Linked DNA regions of Neogale vison: region 2 is linked to region 1. The links are chromatin contacts, called in public Hi-C maps. All regions are on one chromosome and are shown on one strand. Each heading gives the region's core, a stretch centred on a gene start, on an enhancer-like site or on the middle of the called end of the contact. The rest is flanking DNA. Distances are from core to core; before and after follow the strand shown.

Region 1 (2,700 bases), core at 150-2,649:
TGCCCACAGAAAAAGCCCAGTAACAAAAAACCACCGTACACCCATCACAGGCGGAGCCCGACTCCCCAAGGTAAGTTGTTGATTCGTCGCCGTTTTGGCGATCCTCCCTGGACAGCTGCGGCAGCGACAGCGACAGCGACAGCGACAGCAGCTGTGCCGCGGGCCCCGGAGCTCCCCGAGCTCTTCCTTCCTCCGCCCTCTCTCGGTGCTTCTGACCGCCACCCCCTTCCCTCCTCTCCCTGCCTCCCTCCTTCTTGCCCTCTTGAGGGCCACGCACACACCCGGAGACACCCTCCGCGCTTGGCTACTCACACTGCGGCTTAACCCAGCCGACAACGCACAGCTGCCAAAGCCGCGCGGGGGAGTGTGCGGGGTCCAGGGGCCGATGCCAAATGGGCTTGCGGGGGGCAGAGTACAGCCCCTCTCCTCCCAGCCGCGACCCCCTCCCCATTCTCTTTCCCTAATCCGGGCCTGCCAGCAACAGCGACACCTGAGCGGGGACTGGGCGGCAGAGGCAGCAGGCCCACTGGCCTGGCAGCTGGGAGAAAACAGCGGGAGGCGGGGACGGCGAGGAGGAGCGGGAGGCGGGGCGAGCGGGGAGGCCGCTACCTAGCAGTGAATGACGCGCATCTCAGCCAATGCGTGCCACGAGCTTCGACGCCGGGGCGGGGAGTGGGGGGGGCCGGCTCCGCAGGGAGGTGGAGGCTGCCGGGGCGCTGGAGGCGGGGGCCGGGAGGAGGAAGGGGAGGAGGCGGAGGCGGGCGCGGTGGCGGAGGCGGCGGCGGCGGCGGCGGCGGAGGAGGAGGAGGGTAGGTTGCGCCCGGGACTGTGTCTGCCGAGCTCCACGGCTGTGCCTGTGTGAGTGAAGGAGCGGCGCGGGGAGGCAGAAAGGAGCGCGGGCGAGCGCAGCGGCGGGACGTCTCCGGCGGCCGCGGACGAGCGGTGGCGCTTGGTGTGGGGAAGCAGAGGCGGCAACAGCGGCAGCAGCAGCAGCAGCGGCGGCCGCCTTTCCGCCGCCGGGGACGCCGAGGCACGGCTGGTGGCACTGACATCGGCGGCCCTGCCTCTTCTCTCTCGCCCCCGGCCCTCCCATGTGATCGGTCTTAATCCCGGCAGAGTGCGCGCGTGGGGCTCCATTCCGCGGTGCCCGGTCTCCTTGCCAGGGTGGGTGCTCCTGTGTGCGCTTCTCCTCCCCATCCCCCTTCCCCCAAGAATAAAAGAAGAACCAAGAGGCGTGCTTAGAAAATAAATAAATAACCACCACACACGCGCAGCCCGGAGCGGAGTCGGCGGGGCTGGCGGCGGCGGAGGAGGAGTGAAGGCGGCGGCGGCGGCGAAGGAGGAGGAGGAGGAGGTGGTGGAGGAGGTGGAGGAGGAGGGACGCGCGAGAAGGCAGTAACTTTAAAGCCAGCTCAGAGCCCAGACCTCCAGCCGAGCGGTTTGCAGCGCGGCGGCGGCGGCGGCGTTGAGTGTCTGGCCCGCCGGTCCGGTCGGGGTGTGCAGTAGGACGGACGAGCAGCGCGTCGCTGTCCCCCGGCGGCTGGAGATGTCCGAGCCCAAGGCAATTGATCCCAAGTTGTCGACGACCGACAGGGTGGTGAAAGGTAAGCGGCGCGCCGCGGTCGCCCGGGTGCACCGTGTGCCGCAGGAACCCTCACGGCTTGCCTCCCCTCCCCCCGCCTCCGGTTCTCTCCTTGCTCCAGCCACGGACCTTCTAGGATATTGTGCAACCCTCGAACCCCCCTCCTTTGCGCGCCCTTCCCCCAAGCCTCTCACCCGGCCCCACTTGGGGCATTTTTATTTACGGGGGCGTCAGTTGGCAAATGGCTGAGCAGCGGGGAGGCGGCGGCGGGGGTGGCGGTGGCGGGAGGGGGCGCCCGGGGGGTGGTTGCTGGCAGGGTGTAGCTGCTGTGACAGAAATAGGAAGTGGGTGGCTGCTCGCAGGCTTGCATGGGATCGGGTTTATGATTTTCTTTTGCAGAGGGAGGGGTGATTTATGGCTTTTAAAAAATTAATATGGCATTTTTATGTGGCCGTGGCTTTCCACCGACTGCCTCGCTCGGGCAAGGATCTCTCGGCGCTCCATTGCAGCAATTCCCTCCGCGCCCCCTCCCCCTCCCCCTGAAAGGGCCTGCACAGGACTCGCGAGAGAGCGGGAGAGCGTGGGGGGAGCCCGGCGCTTCCTTCCGCGCGGGGCGGGGGCGGCCGCAGGCTGAGCGGGTGGCGGAGGGGACGCGCGGGGGCCGCGGGAGGCGGGGAACGACCTGAGAGCCCCGCCGCCGCCGCCCCGGGATTCCCCCGCAGGCCCTGAGAAAGACACGAAAAGCTGTTCTCCAACCTCCCTCGCCACCCGAGCCTTCCCCCGCCGACCTGTCATTGCTCTTGAATGGTTCCCCGCTGGAGCACACCTCCCGCGTGGTAACCTCACCCCTCTCGCTTCTTCCATGCCCTGGCACCCCCTTGTTAACGGGCTATTTGATTCCTATTATTGGCTCCTCTCCCAGCCCCGGGATCGTGTATACTCCTGCCCCTGGGTTTTCTATCGAAGAGAAGCCGGGTTGCGTGGGGGTGAGGAAGGGGACCGCCACTGGTCTTTCTTGCCCGGGAAAACCCGCCGTCCTCGTTGTGTTCCGTGGTGGAGTGGGGTAGGAACCATCCTCCGAATCCTGGAAGGATGGGGCAACGGAGCAGATCCGCCAG
Region 2 (2,700 bases), core at 11-2,510, 160 kb after region 1:
ATGTTCTGTCTTTACATAAAAGAAACCGTTAAATAGCCAGGATCCTAACTATCTTGATTAGGGATTGAGAACTCCTTTAGAAGGTCAGGAACTGTGGAGGATAAGTACAGGAGGTCTCATCCTTGACCAAAATACTCAAGGTCTGGTCAGGGAGTCAGACACAAAAGCAGATAATTATTATATAATTTGTTAAGAACTGTAATGAAGATGCCACGAACTTAATGTGGGAACTCAGAAAAAGGAATGCAGGGAGGTCAAAGTTTCCACAGATTTCATGGTATTTGAACTGGATCACATCTGAGAAGTAAAATTTTACTCTGTGAAGGATATTTTGAGCAGAGTCAACGGCATATCAAAGGTAACGGCGTTTTGTGTTTTTTTGTTTGTTTGTTTGTTTGTTTTTGGTGAAGTGGTAAGACTTGGTTTTGGAGGTTTGCTGTGGGAAGCCACGGTCTCAGAAGGGGTGAGGGTTGGGGGAGACTGAGGTTGGAAGGTCCGGGTTGGGAATGAGCCCCGAGTGGGCAGCGCTGAGACGTTCCGATACTGTTCTGTAGGCACTGGAGAGTCTAGGGGTCTTTGAGTAGGGACTTACATAATCATGTGTGTGACTAGAATCACATCCTGGAGGAGGTGAGTAGAATGGAGTGGGAAGGAACTCTGGGGAGAGGCCTTGGTTAGGAACTTATCATATTCTCCCAGAGAAGCCAAGACGATGCCTTTGGCAGGGTAGGGGATTTGGATATGATTTTGATTACAGGTCTTTCAAAAAATGATAATTAATACTAATCTTAAAACATCTGATAGTTTGTACTTGAAAGTCAGTGTCCACAAGGACTACTACTTGAATAGGTTAGGTGGTTTATGCAAGGATCCAATTTCCTACATTTCTCCTTGAAGTTTTCGCACTTTCCTGTTTTCCCTTCGACGAAGCAGAGAACATTGCCCTCATTTGTAAAGCAAAGCAGACCAGAAGCTTAGGTTTTGAATCCAGTGATTTAGAACTCATTTGCTGCTCTTTGGGCGGAGGGGAAAGGCCTGCGTCAGCCGGGCAAACTGCTAATCTCTCCAGTTCGTCTGTTTCCTGCAGGGGGGGATTTGTCCCTGGGGCAGCAAAAGGATTCCCTTAGTGGCTGTGTCTGCCATTTAGCATGTCAGGCAGTTGCCAGGAGAGCCCTCTGGCTTTGTTCCTGGATGTGAGAGTGGACCAGTGGCCAAGTTTAAGGTCATGGCATTCCTTCCCTTACAGCAGCTGACGTCAATTAGGAGAATTCCCCATGCCTTTACTCTGGGGAGAGTTAAGTGGGGATAAGAATCCAGTGTCTTTTGAGACCTAAAAGATCAGTGTTTACTCTCCTCCTACTGTCATTTGTCACTATCAAAGCCTAACGCGGCCTTAGTTTATATGGGGATAAAATATTACTTCTGGGGCGTTTTGCCCATTTAGATTTCAGTGGCCAAATCTCGAGGGCCTTCCCTTCAGCCAGAGGCCTGTTTTGGTACCCGGCCCACTGCTGGCAGTCAGCACATTTCAGCCCGGGCCTGTGGCCGGAGCGCATCATTTTGAGGTCCTTATTCTCCTTAGTTTTGACCCTTGATTAAAAAAAAAAAAGAAAAAAGAAAAAAGATAATGTTGATAAAAGGTCACAGCATATGAGCCAGAGTCCTTTCCCATGACGCGGTTACCTCTCTGGTTTGGCAAGGCTGGTTTTAGGAAAACCATCTTAAGCAGGAGAGAAGGGAGTTTCAGCAGTCTGAGTCCATGTTTCTCAAAATTGAGCACGGATCAGAATCACCTGAAGGACTTTATTAAAACACAGGTTGCTGAGCTGCACCTCCAGAGTTTCTGATTTAGTAGGTCTGGGGGTGGGCCTGAGAATTTGAATTTCTAAGAGCTTCCCAGGTGCAGATGGTACCCTTGATCTGGGTCCTCACTGTGGGAACCATTGGTTTAAGTGACTGGTCTGAGGTCTCCTGGCTAGTAAGCCGAAAACCTTGTTTTGAGCAGGCACCATTCAGGTACCTCCTGCTTCCTTATCACACCGTATGACATGCAGTTTTCTGCCTCTGTGTAAGATTTTTAAAAATCAGGCATTTTCAGTTTCTTTCACAAAATTTGTTCTTCCTTATTACTGAAAAAAAAAAAAAGCTAAGAGTGCTATTAAAGGTTCTCAAGAAATAGAAATAAATAAATTATTTTGGTTGTTGATCATTATTGGTTTTATTTTAAATAAAAACGTGTTGCTGTAATGCAAAGGGGGGGAGACAAAACAATAGTGCTTAGCGTATGTGGCGTACAGAGTTTATCGTACAGTTTTTCTCAGTGAAAAGAGCTCTCACAAGTTCTTTGAGAGTGGACTGTATAGAAAACTATGGCTGGGACAGTTAATAAAGGGGGAGAAAAAGGGAAGACTGAGATCAAAAGCATCTTTACGTGAATTGTTTGGTAATGAATGGAGTATTATATTAAGAATAGCTGAGCCATAGTCCTCCAGCACTCCTGTGTAACGAACGAGTCAGTAATAATCTGTTAACCTCAGTAAACATGTAACACCATCCAAAGGAAACATTTGACAGTCATTACACTTACATCATAAATACCACGGACAGATATTTTGCTTTAAGATGCAGCATACCCTGTCCTTTTCAGTTTGCCTTAAATCGGTACTTCTCACAAATAGTGTTTAAGCACCACTGGTAAGG

Evidence for each region. Hi-C and Micro-C count contacts between places; a contact is called where the count stands out from the background.
Region 2: a contact with region 1 is called in a Hi-C map of fibroblasts, with 3 times the contacts expected there. The contact joins the enhancer-like site here to the promoter of PPP3CA in region 1. A contact is called at or near these places in 2 of 3 Hi-C or Micro-C datasets (fibroblasts and muscle).

The regions. Positions count from the first base shown.
Region 1 is chr11:106,936,914-106,939,613 of ASM_NN_V1, forward strand. It overlaps PPP3CA (serine/threonine-protein phosphatase 2B catalytic subunit alpha isoform), which reads left to right and starts at 1,400. Exons shown (of 13, transcript XM_044224402.1): 1 at 1,400-1,604. The coding sequence starts at 1,547. LOC122889341 (a long non-coding RNA gene) reads right to left here and starts at 519. Exons shown (of 2, transcript XR_006380888.1): 1 at 313-519.
Region 2 is chr11:107,098,436-107,101,135 of ASM_NN_V1, forward strand. All of the region lies in intron 2 of PPP3CA (serine/threonine-protein phosphatase 2B catalytic subunit alpha isoform), which reads left to right. Among named protein-coding and RNA genes, the nearest start is that of PPP3CA, 160 kb to the left of the region's middle. Within about 2 kb of position 1,261, the one cell type or tissue checked has open chromatin away from gene starts, as enhancers often do. A contact at or near this core is called in fibroblasts, where this site is marked.